3 separate regions of the Mus musculus genome follow, and regions 2 and 3 are each linked to region 1. The links are chromatin contacts, called in public promoter capture Hi-C maps. All regions are on one chromosome and are shown on one strand. Each heading gives the region's core, a stretch centred on a gene start, on an enhancer-like site or on the middle of the called end of the contact. The rest is flanking DNA. Distances are from core to core; before and after follow the strand shown. Region 1 overlaps Asic2 (acid-sensing (proton-gated) ion channel 2). Region 2 has its middle 61 kb from the start of 1700071K01Rik. Region 3 has its middle 160 kb from the start of Gm42084.

Region 1 (4,112 bases), core at 1,089-3,588:
TACACCTATCTTGGGTAACTTCCTTTAATACACACACACACACACACACACACACACACACACACTGAGAGGGGGGAGCATGTAGCCAGGTATTATGCTGGTCTAGTGGGGTGGTGGTAATAGATTCTTTTCTAAGGTCCATGGCCTCCTTAGCTCTGGGAAGATGGCTAGGCATGGAACCAGGCAGGGTTTCCCTCCTGTTGAGTAGGCCTTAAGACATCTAGTCTGTTGGTGACCTCCCACATGTGAGTGTCACTTTAACTGTGCCTTTATGATATCTTGCCATGCAGGTCACTGGTATGATTCATAGATGCTGCAGCTGGGTAGGACTTTAAGTGCTTCCTTCCCTGGGAAGATTGCATAGCATTTCTGCTACTGTGAAAGCTAGACCACAGGAAAGAGGCTTGAAAGTCCAGCTAAATACATCCAAATCCTGTGTCCTACGTATGAGATGTCTTCAGCAATAGGAGCCACCCTCAATCCGGAGAGGCGGCAATGGATAGTCTATATTGCTTTGGGAATCAGTTGGCTAACGCTGGCCAATCATTCAAAAAGAGATTTCTCATGCCTAATGCTGGGTTTTGTTAGTCTATGGATCTTGTGGGGAGTATTATCAGCCAAGTGATTTAACTTCCTTTAAAATACACACATACACAAGTTGCTTAACTTCCTTTAAGATACACACACACACACACACACACACACACACAGAGGGGTGGGTATTGTGTACAATTTTGGGTAAATATAAAACAATGATTCCTTTGGGCTTTATCAGACAGCCTTGGTGTTTGTTATTTGTCCCTGTCCCTCCATGCCCATCTATCTTGCTCTCCTTCCCTCCTCCTCCTCCTTTGGAACCCCCTCGTTGTTTTTCCATTTTTAGCTTCATATCATCTATCATCTATTTCCTGTTGTTACCCTCTCAGTTACCCAATCCCTACCCTCTATGGTCTATAACTTTATTTCCACAGAGAAAGAAAATCTAAATTTTAACTAACTTTAAGACAAACTTTTATAAAGGTTAAGAATTTTCTACATTTCAAAGCTTCAGCAACATGAATTTTTTTTTAAGTCCAAACTTCTTTTTGAAAAATGGAAAACAGTTAACAATTTGTAATGCCTGTCACGCTGCCTTTATAGAATCGCGTGTAAGGGGAACAACTTATGTTTTTGATCCTCTTAAAGTGGAATCTTAAACAAGTTTTCCCCAGTGCTGAGGAGGTGAAAAAAGTTAGGTAGATACAGTCCTTACTTAAATTCTCTTCTTGTGGATTTCTTGTTATTTCCAAATCAATTGGAGCTAGACTCAAAAGATATAGAAAAAAAAATCACACCAGTTTATGGTTCTTGAAGTCTGTCTGTCTGATGTCTGTCTGTATTTGTATATCTGTACCTGTCTCTCTTTCTGTCTGCCTGTCTGCCTGTCTGCCTGTATCTGTGTATCTGTGTGTCTGTACCTGTCTCTCCGTCAGAGACAGTCTGCCTGTCTGAATGTCCGTTTGTCTGACACCCTCTCTGTGTCTTACACACACACACACACACACACACACACACACACACACACGCACGCACGCACACGCACACACGCACACACACGCACGCATGCACACACACACACACACACACACACACACACACTGGGTAACAGTGTTCCTGATACCCAGATCACGTCCTGCCTTCTTGCATGACACAGACAAAAGTTTGAACATTCATCAATGTCCCTGAGAACAGACTCAGAGTAGGAAACAGAGCCCCGGAGAGTGAAATCAGACGGTCTGTTTCTTGTCTCTTCTCATTCTTCCAGCTTCCGTTGCCTCCTCTCTGAAGTGGAGAACATAAGCATGTCACAGCATTGCTCTGAAGATTCAGGGTGGGGATGGAAGGCTTGGAGAGCAAGTGTCCCACACCTAATAGGCAAGAAATATGTATGGGGCCGTTACTACCTTGGTGGCATTAAGTGTATTCCTTCACAAGGTCAGAGTAAAGAGCAAATGAAGCGAGGTAGGAGGTAATGTGTGTGGAGTCCTTAGAGGGGTGGGGGCCGCTGTCTCTGCAATTCTCCCCTCTGGCCACTTCTCGCTAGCTAGGAGCAGGTTCCTTTGCCGAGAAGCCATGGACCACTCGAAACACGGCATGTTTCTCATCTGCTTCTGGCTGTTCTGGAAAAGGTGACTTTCTGAGCTTCATTGGGCCCTTGAGTTAAGTAATTGAAGCTTTAAGGGTCTGAAGTGACTCACCCTGCACTGTTTATTCTGGTCTCGTGTGCACAAAAGAGAGGAAAGTCACCAGCTCTAGCCACCCACTGCAGTGTTAGAGACGAGAATAGCTGGATAAAATACTGACAATAATTCCCTGGGCCTGGCTCGAGTCCTCCTTAACGGGTGGTGTTGGGGACGATGCATAACAGATCCTGAATCATCAAATACAGTAGCTCCCCAGTTATCACTGTGTACCCTGAAGAGAGGAGGGAGGGAGAGAGGGAGAAGGAAAAAAATGCCCTGAGCAAACAGATCTTGCTTACAGTCTATGCTGGAGACCGACAGGAAAATAGGCTTTCAAACCTTATCACTGACTGAACTCCTACTGTGGGTGAGACATAACTGCAACACACAAGAGGATTAAGTCACACACACACACACATACATCCCACAGCCACCGGAAGCAATACTTGGCTAATAATACTGATAAGAGTTGCAGAACCAGCTCTCAGGGAGTGCACACCTGTGTGAGCAAGGGGCAATGTGTGATATACTCTCTTCTGGATCTTTATTTACGTCTATGTGTATGTTGTGGTATGTGCATACATTCATGTGTGTGAATGTGTGTGTGTGCATATGTGTGAAGGCTAGAAATAAACATGGGGTAAATCCCTCAATCACTTTTCACCTTTCTTTGTGAGGCAGGGTCTCTCACCAACTGGCTAGCATAGCTATCTAGCAAGCCCAAGGGACCTTCCTGCCTGTGCCCCTCCCCCCCCAACCCCTGCCTCTGCCCCTGGCCCCGCCCCACCCCGCCCCATGCCCCCTCAGTACTGAGAATACATGACATACTGCCAGACCCAACTTTTTCCACAGTTGTTCTGAGGGTCTAACCTCAGGTCCTCACACTTGTGCAGCAAGGATTTTACTGATGGAGCTATCTCCCCAGCCCCTGTTCTGGATCTTTAATGTCACCCTTCAAGAGTAGTTATCTACCTTTTAGGAAAAAGGATGTAAAGCTCACTTCCTGAAGTGTGAGAGCCCTGCTATACTAGACACTAAGCAGTACTTCTGAATGCATGGAGGTTAAGGGTGGATAGCTGAGTGGAGTGGTCGAGGGTATTCCCAAAGTCACAGAGTAAACATGTGGTAGAAGAGCAATTATGTGAGCCTGGTTCTCTGCACCCTCAACCTGTGCCCACCCACAGCATCCAGAAGCCACCCTCAGCTCAGCTCCAATCGGGAACTCGCTGCAGTGCAGTGCAGCAGAGCAAGCTGAGAACACAGCCTCTGGTTTCCTGCCAGAGTCAACAGCATGGCTAATTTATTTTAAATAAAAACATTTGAAAGCACAAGTTGCACTATGTAGCAAAGAGGGACTGTCTTTAAAAGGAGATTTTTTTGCTGCAGAAATTTCCATATTCTATAAGACAATCCCAAGGCTAGGTTACCCTAAGATGGCTTCTGTACAGTTGCAAACTCAGATAGAACCGGACCTGGCTTCCCAAGCCTTCTCTTCTAAGACCCATATTGAGCATGCCCTTGAGTGCAGTGGTAAAGCTTGCAGGTCTGGACGTTTCTGAAGGGATGAAAGACATGAGAGGCACTGTGAGTGGCTACTGTGAGTCGGATGTTTCTCCTGTCTTTTGTTACTTAATCAGCCTAACAAGCCTGAAGGTCATGCTATGACCCTTGACTCACAAAGAAGAAAACTGAGATTCATAGAAGATGGGCCCAGGGTCGCCTGGAAAGGAAAGGGAGGCAGATCTAAACCCAGCTCTGTCTGGGGCCAGAGATTAGATTCTGTCCAACACAAGGCTTCTAGCTGCTTCCTTGGGTTTCTAAGGTACTCCAGGAAAGCAACAGGCTCTGCACGTTTAAATGAGATGAAGACTACACATAGGAAAAGTCAGG
Region 2 (4,112 bases), core at 763-3,262, 430 kb before region 1:
TCTTGCCTTCTAGATTTCTTTCTTTTCTCTCTCTGTTTGAAACATATGAAACTATTTTCATGGATTTCCCTGTGAATAGCTGAATACATCTGGAATTCTACCACATGTAGAGGTTCCATTTTTAAATTGTGAAGGGGGTTCCTACCAGTAAGTGGGAGATCTGAATCCTGGCCTCCGCTGGCCAGTTCTGGATTCTATGTACCTCCTTCCATATCACAAGTTCCAAAATTAAGCAAATAGCTCCTGCCTAAAAGACTGGGAAGGTAGCCAAAGCAATCTGCAGTTTTCTTAAACTTCTACAAGCTGCTGAAAGAACAATTCCAAATACCCGAGACAGAAGACCACAGGCAAGCCTGCAGCCAGGTGGCAAGGATCAGGTGTGACTGGCCTGACTTTTCTTCTGTACAGCTGGGGTGCAAACACTCACTGCAGGAGACCGAAGATTCTGCAATTTCGTGGAGGCATTGTTCTCTCGACTGAAGGAAATCACATGATTTCCTTCACATGTGGCAAGCTCCTTACGTTTTTAGGGTGTTATACATTATTTTATGTGGTTATCTCAAACACCATGAAGAGGGGGGGATACAGGAGAGGCACCAGAGTTGGGTAGGGCTGTGCTAAACACCTAAGCAGGAGGTCACCTAAGCAGGAGGTCACACTGCTTAGGTAGTGCTGAAGCAGAACACAGGATTTAGAAAGCCTTTTTTTTCCCCCCTGACTCAAAGCAGGGGAAGAGGCTAGAGAACTTTTCATCTCATTCAATCCTCTGGCTTCCCCCTCTCCAGGAATAATAATAGCAAGGGTCTCATTCACTAAATAAAGCTTAAGGCCTGAAGTCTTTTGCAGTCTAACACCTTCATTCTATACTTGCTGAGCCCCCTGGAACCAAAGGTATTATTTTCCTTTTTCCACTCCAGAAAGGCCACCAAGATAAACCCTTGCCAAGGATATCTGACTAGGAACTGGCAGGGTTGGGATTTAGTTCTTACTTTTAGAGTTTCGGTGTTTGCAGGGCTAGGTATGAAACATGGGTCTTCATATACACCAAGACAGTCACCACGGAGCCCTATCACAAGGCTCCATTCCCAGCCTCTTAGACACCAGCTTCTGACCGCCTTCAGCCTTATCAGTCTATGTTCTAGCTCCCAGCATGTGGTCTTACTCTTCCTAGTCACTGCACGGCATCACTGGAGGCATGCATGGGAGAATTTATGAAGTCATATGTCCTTTCTCCATGGATGGCATTTCCCCTGGCTGCCAAGGGGGCAGTCTCCCTGAGGGCAGGGAGAAGATTCACCAGCCATCAGCATCACACCTTGAATTAGCCCCAGAGCTGACAGATGACTGGCCCCAGATCTCTCTACATGTGTCAGCAAGAAAGGAAGTAGCAGAAAGAAACTTTCAAGCTGTGGTTGACAACATGAGCTCTGGATCTGGGTTGTTCTGGGATCTACTCTACCTCATATGCCCAATTTCATACCAGACAGGAGCCTTTCTGAACCTGCTCACTCCACTGTAAGCTAGAGGAAAGGAGAGGAGCTACCCAAGGGGCTACTAGGAGCTTGACACCCCACCATGACATGACTGCTCCTCAGTGTGTTCACTATGGCTAATGAAACTGTACAGGAGTTTAAAGTGGACCCCAGAGTACTAGACTCTGCTTACATTGCCCAGCCAGCACTCCCAGAAAGACTCCAGCAGGACCACACATCCCTTTCTTCTTTCTTGCCTCACATCAGACCCTGAGAGCATCCTCTGCCTTCCTCCACATTTTTTACTTTCTGATCCTGTTGTTTTAAGACCTAAATACTAGATAGACCCACTACCCCATATTCCAGTTCCTGCTGGAAGCCAGTTGGACCTAGGGTAACAGGAACGTTGGTTGGCAGCTTCCTCATTTCCCAGATGGACAAGCAGATGAGGCCCTTCTATTATGGGATGAGTTAATGAGTCCTGCGCATGCACAACACATATGCACACGTGTGCGTGCACACTGTTCTGGGAATTCTGCCACGCCCTGCCAGAATGATGTGTCCCCATCTGCCTCACAATACCACCGTTCCCAGAACGGTCTGTGCAGGAGAACGGAGGCTGTATCTTCGGACCCACTCTTTTGCCATGCCCCTTTTATTTTTCTAATTCCTGACACGAAGCAGCCCTTTGCAAGAAGGAGCAGAACCAGACCCCAAATATGGACGTGACTATAACTGAAGCATATGGTTTATACTTTCATCTTCCCCTCTGCAGTAGCCTGTGGCTCCTGGAGTCCTAGTTCCATCTTATACCAGTTTGGGCTCTAGAGGAAGGAAAGACAGATGCCTCCCACCCACAATTTCCATGCGAGCTGAGCTGGAAGACCCCTGAGGTTACAATACCACTCTACCCACCCCAGAGGTCTATATGGAGAATACATCTGCTGAAAAGTTACAAGACCTGCTTTTAGGGAACTCTTGGGGTGGGAATTTCACACTCTGCCTGATAATAAATGCTTTCCTTTCTGTTCTCAGTACAAAAAAAAAAAAAAAACTTTAAAATTTTTTTGAAATAATTATAGACTCACAAGAAGTTGCAAAAATTAACAGAGTAGTCCCATATACTTATCACTCAGCTTCTCGAATCATTTTACACAATGTGTTATATTATCAAGAGCAGGAAATTGACATCAGCACAATGCACTTAACTTAACCAATACAATTAACTTGATTATAGACTTTACTCAAATGTCACCCACTCTGTGTATGTGTGTGTGTGTGTGTGTGTGTGTGTGCATACACATGCTCGAAGTTCTATAAAATTTTTATTAGATCTAGAGGGTTTTTAAATTTTTGAGACACTTTCAGATTTATATACAGCTGTTAAAAAAAAAAAAGACAGATCCTGTATGTCTCATTCCCTCTTAGTAATGTCTTTCAAGGTTGTACTGTGACCAAGACATCCCTGCAGGAAGCACACATCACAGCACTGCAGGGGGAGACATTGCATCCCCACAGGAGGCACACACACCACCATCTCCCGGATCCCTGCTCTCTTTTTCAGTAGCTACACCTACGACCCTGCTGTCCACCAACTAGTCACGCAGACTGATTCCTACCGCTTAATTCACTATCTTGAAGCTGTTTAAACTGCACTAGTTGCTGTGCCTATTTTAGAATAATTTATCCTTATCTATAAAAATCTTTCTTGGGTTTTACTAGGAATTGCAGTAATCTCAAAGAAATCAATTAGAGTGAAAAACTGATATGCTTAATCCATCAATCTGTGAACATGGCTACATATCCCCATTTAGTAAGATGTTTGCTTCATTTTTATAAAAATATGTCATTGAAAACATACAGACTCAGTGCATATTTGGACTATAAACACTTCGGGTTTTAGCAACCATAAATAATAATATTTTGTTTTTTTTTTTTATTTCACCTGATGATACTTTTAGTGCTGATTGTATTGATGGGTCTTGCTGTCTTGGTTGGGGTGTGAAGTACCAAAGAGTCTCAGACAGTGTGTCTCTCGTTATAACTCTGAGGATGTTTCCAGAAAATATTACCTTAGGGAGGAACACCCTCCCTGAATGAGAGTAGCACCATCCAGTCGTCTGAGACTCTAGACAGAGGAAAAGTGGCAAAGGAGAGTCTAAACTGTCTTCCTCTGTACCCCAGACTTCTGAGGTGAGTGAACCTGTCACATCCCCCTGGATCCCCAAGGTGTCACAGTGTGCTGCATAACTACAGGTCCAGGACACAGACAAGTGACTGTCTTAGTTTTGTTTCCTGTTGCTGTGATTTAATACACACACACACACACACACACACACACACACATATATATTAATATATATACCTCGACAAAAGCAGGGTGCTTATTTGGTCTGTGGTTCTAGGTTCCAGTCATCAATGTGAGAAGGTTAAAGTGGGAAGAGCCTGAAGCGTCTAGTCGGAGCACCTCACAGCCAAAAGTAGGGGGCAATAACTAATGCCTACATGCCTGTGCTCAGCTCTTCTTTTCTTTGGATTCACCCCAGAGCTCAGCCCTCCTCTCCCCTTTCAAGTCACTCCAGGGCCCAGCCCATGCAACGATGCTGCCTACATTCAGGGTGGTTCTTCCTACCTCAAGTA
Region 3 (4,112 bases), core at 689-3,188, 340 kb before region 1:
AGAATTCATCTCATATTGGAGTGACCAATGGGATCCTGGGGGCCAAGAGTGCCTGAGCTGAGGGCTGGGGTTTTAGAGTGGCTCTGGAAGGTTCACAACTCTTCCCTTCTTCTCAGCTGTAATGTAGTCTAGGGCCAGCCATGATACACCTGGTGTATCCATTCACAGTCCTGTTGACGTCCGCCCCTCAGCCGGCTGCTGATAATGGCTCTGCATCCTTAGTTCATGTTCCTCAGGGGGAAAGTGGTTTTGGCTGATTCATCTTTAACCTGTCAAGAATGGCCATATTTTCCAGACAGCTGGCCAAACAGATGTCTCTCTCTGGGGCTGTGTCTCTGCCTGGTTTAGTCAGCAGTTGGCTGGTAAGAAAGGAGCTCCCGTCATGGACTGTGGACAGGGTGATTCCTGTAAAGGAAGCCCTGTTAATGAACCTTTCGGTATTGCTATGACCAGATGTCTGGCAGAGGTAACTTAAGGGAGGAGGGTTTATGTTAGCTCTCAGTTTGAGGGTATATGGACCATCGTGGTAACTCAATCTGTGGCAGCAGGAATTTGTGGCTTACTTATTGGAGGATTAGGAAGCAGAGACTTAGACCAGACCAGAGATGGGTTATGACTCTCAGAGGTCTTCTAGGTAACCTACTAGGTCCCACCTCCTATAGGTCTTACAGCACCCTGAAACAGTACCCCCGGCTGAAAACAAGTATTCCAGCACAGGAGCCCTTGAGAGACATTTTATAATCTAATCATAGCAGAGACAAAAGAATCATCTATGTCTTGGGCTGCTAAGCCCAGACTATCTATATGACAACCTCAAGATTAAAAAAAAAAGCAACCAGTTGTCTCCTTTCTTCCAAGCATTTGTCCTAGGTGAGACAAAGCCCTCACAGATTCTCTATACCAAGGTCCTCCTTTTGTTTGATCCCCCTGACAACAGGTGGAAGGTCTGGTACCAGACAGAGTCACAAGATCCTGAGATAGGAGGAAGGAAGGCCTCTTGTCCTTACTGCTAGACTTAAGGTGTGTGTCATCATACAGTTCCCAGTTTACTCTGAGAGAAAAATAAGGATAAGCAGTGCTGGAAGGACAGACACCCTGAGTGTCCATTGCATCCTGAGGAGCATTTCAGAAAACACCACAGTTCAAGGCTCAAAGAAAGACACAGTGTATGAGCATCAGAAAAAGTGTGTAGAAACCAAGGCAAAAATCTCTGTTTCCAAACCGCAGCTCAGCAATTGGGTAGATACTATATCCTCTCAGACATCTCCAGTTGCTCCTGCACAGTGGGATTTCGAATCTCTGCTGCCACTTACTGTCTCAAAACATCAACAAAGCAAGGAGAGTGAAAGAGGTTCCCAGCTCAAGGCTCATTCTGGCTAGGGATATTCATATTAATCTAGAGAGAGAGGTTCCAGCACACAGTCAGGATAAAGGCTCGTGGCTCGGGATAGCTTGATTGCATCGCAAGGTGAAAATGACAATCAGTGCCTTTTGATACCGTCCCCATGGGCATAAATGTCTTTAACAGCTCTTGATATTCCTATTTGCCAAAAGATACCACACAATAATGTTAATTAACTCGGTGGACAAAAGCAGAGTTTTATACTTTGTGTTGCAATGTACCTACTTGGAACCTGTGTTATGCTGCTAGCCAGAATCCTAATCTCTAGGATTGAGGCTCTGCACCCTTAAATCCCTTTCCAGGAGCAGCTGCGGCAGCCAGCTTTCCATAACTTGGACATTTGTCTTTCAATTCTAAAGCTTTCTTCAGAAATCTTGCTTAATTGGATAGCTGACTTGGAGGCAGGAGTGCAGGCTTTAAAATGAGAGAAAAAAAGACAGAAAGAGATGAGGCAGCTGCCTGCATGTCTCAGGGCACTGCGCCTTTATCAGGTTCCGCTCAACTCAGTGTGGCAATGAGGCGCATGCGCTAGCCTCGGCTTCTTCAGAGAGAGGCTGGCAGCAGCCTTCCCCCAGGTAAGTCATGACCTTCTGCAGGGATCTAGAGGTTCCAGCACCAGGCTCATATCTCCAACTGAGACTTTATCTGCTAATCTCTTAAAGGAAATTACAGTACCAGAGTTCTGGCTCCGTGTCAGCTGTCACTTATGAGGCTTGGCTCTCTGAATGCTGACAGCAGAACAAAGCTCTGGGCTCCTGCTGGTCAGAGCATCAGAACTAAGACAGTGGTCCAGGGATCAGGAACCCAAGTCCCATGCCCTACCCACATCCTTTACCCAGCCTCTATTTAATCATCCAGTCCCTGTGTTACCAATCAACCCAGCTTTTCCTAATACTAGATCCTGTGTAACCAGCAGAGATCGTGGAAAGGTTCTCATATAAGCTTCAAAAGAGGCAGGTAGGGTTTATAGGCCTAAATCAGCTTCTCATTAAATAGAGATGACATACATAGGTATCCTAAATAATTAGAGACAAGTGGGAAGAGGAACCTCACTTGAGAAAATGCCTCTATTGGATTGATTGTAGGGAAGTCTGTAGGGCATTTTCTTGATTGCTAATTGATAGAAAAAAGCCCAGTCCATGCGGGGCAGTGCATCCCCTAGGCAGGTGGGCCAGGGTGCTATAAGAAAGCAAGCTAAACAAATTACCATGAGGAGCAATCCAGCAAGCAGCCCTTCCCATCAGTTCCTGCTCCCAGGTTCTGCCCTGGCTTCCCTCAATGATGACTTATGATTGGGAAGTATATATGAAAGAAACCCTTTCCTTCCCAGTTTGCCTTTGTTCATGGTCTTTACCACAGCAATAGAAAGCAAACAAATTTAAACTAGGGTCTTTCTTCTGTCATACCCTGGATCCTCGGTGGCTGGAAGGATGACTCTGAGATGTTTCTAGTTTGTTCCCTGTGGTGGTTTGGATGGGAGTTGTTGCCCTTGGGCTTGGGTATCTGAAGAGTTGTTCCCCAGTTCATGAGGATGGTTGGGTAGTACAGGCTTGCTGGAGGAAGTATGTTGCTGGGGAAGACTCTGAGATTATATAGCTTTCTCCCTACCTTCTGTTTGCTCTTTCTGCTGCAGGCATTTGGTTAAGATAAGATCTCTCAGCTTCCTGTTCCTGCTGCCATGCCTCCCTATGATGGACTCTTATCCCTCTGGAACCATAAGCCGAAATAACCTCTCTCTTCCCCAAGTCACTTTTGTTATGTGTTTTATCACAGCAACAGGAAGGTAACTAATATGGCCCCTCACAGGTTCTGTGTCTGGGAGCAGAGGCTGCGGGTCTGGACCCAGTTTCCACTCTGAGAAGCTGCTTCTCTGGGCTTTGGTTTCATTCACGAGCATGAGGGAGAGGCCTGTCTACATCAGCAGGCTCCTGGACAGGTTGCAGTACACAGGTACATTAAGTGCTGGCTCAGGACACAAGCTGAGGAGACGTCCCTTCTTATCATCACCCTTGTTAACTGTAATATCACTCTCTGCCAACTTCTCACAAGGCTTGATTCTGGGAAGCGGAGAAATCTTGTTAGCAGTCAACCTTTGCAAGGAAACACCCCCAGAAAGAGGTCAGATGGCCAGGAAATGGTGGTTCTGTCTGGATCAGGAAGTACCTATCTTGTGGGCAACCTTGCTGTAAAACCCCTTCCGGGAGCCCTCCTGGCACAGGGCAGTGCATTCCATGGTTTCTTTGTAAAGTGCCTGACACTGGCAGCCTTGTGGGAGTTGACTCAGTATAAAGGCAGCACAGAAGATGAACAGAGTCAGCACCCAGATTCAATTTCCCCCTTGCCTCAGCAGAAAATACTCATGCTGTCAGAGGAAGCTCTGACTTGGTCCCTCCCTGCTTCTGCTCCACTTATGGTAGTTGGCACCTGGTATAATCCAAGCTTCTAGAGATCAAAGCTTGAAGAGTCCCCATCCCCACAGGCAGCCCCCAAGACTCAAAGATGCCAGTTGAGTCTGAGAAGCTGCTCTTGCAGAGTGGTTGGTGCCATGAGTGACCTGCCTTTCAGACAAGACCTCTCAGATACAGGAGTATGGCTTACCTCTCCTGGGGGTGGCCCTCCAGGACAGGAGCTTCATTCACTATAACAATGTGGCAATGACATATAAGCAGCTCTCTGCAGGGGGCCTGTGAGCATAGGGAATCTTTGCTTT

What was found. Promoter capture Hi-C pulls out the DNA fragments that hold promoters and counts their contacts.
Region 2: a contact with region 1 is called in a promoter capture Hi-C map of hippocampal neurons, with 5 times the contacts expected there. The contact joins two enhancer-like sites. A contact is called at or near these places in 1 of 39 promoter capture datasets (hippocampal neurons), 2 of 484 Hi-C or Micro-C datasets (cerebral cortex and nephron progenitors) and 1 of 115 datasets of contacts at active chromatin or transcription factors (embryonic stem cells).
Region 3: a promoter capture Hi-C map of hippocampal neurons shows a contact between it and region 1, with 2.7 times the contacts expected there. The contact joins two enhancer-like sites. A contact is called at or near these places in 2 of 39 promoter capture datasets (hippocampal neurons and stem cell-derived epiblast-like cells) and 1 of 115 datasets of contacts at active chromatin or transcription factors (embryonic stem cells).

The regions. Positions count from the first base shown.
Region 1 is chr11:81,078,792-81,082,903 of GRCm38.p6, reverse strand. The region is part of intron 1 of Asic2 (acid-sensing (proton-gated) ion channel 2); the gene reads left to right. Among named protein-coding and RNA genes, the nearest start is that of Gm51910, 54 kb to the left of the region's middle. Within about 2 kb of position 2,338, at least 16 of the 459 cell types and tissues checked have an H3K27ac peak or open chromatin away from gene starts, as enhancers often do. A contact at or near this core is called in hippocampal neurons, where this site is marked.
Region 2 is chr11:81,510,486-81,514,597 of GRCm38.p6, reverse strand. It overlaps a transcript of Asic2 not described here. Among named protein-coding and RNA genes, the nearest start is that of 1700071K01Rik, 61 kb to the left of the region's middle. Within about 2 kb of position 2,012, at least 16 of the 459 cell types and tissues checked have an H3K27ac peak or open chromatin away from gene starts, as enhancers often do. A contact at or near this core is called in hippocampal neurons, where this site is marked.
Region 3 is chr11:81,414,322-81,418,433 of GRCm38.p6, reverse strand. It overlaps a transcript of Asic2 not described here. Among named protein-coding and RNA genes, the nearest start is that of Gm42084, 160 kb to the right of the region's middle. Within about 2 kb of position 1,938, at least 10 of the 459 cell types and tissues checked have an H3K27ac peak or open chromatin away from gene starts, as enhancers often do. A contact at or near this core is called in hippocampal neurons, where this site is marked.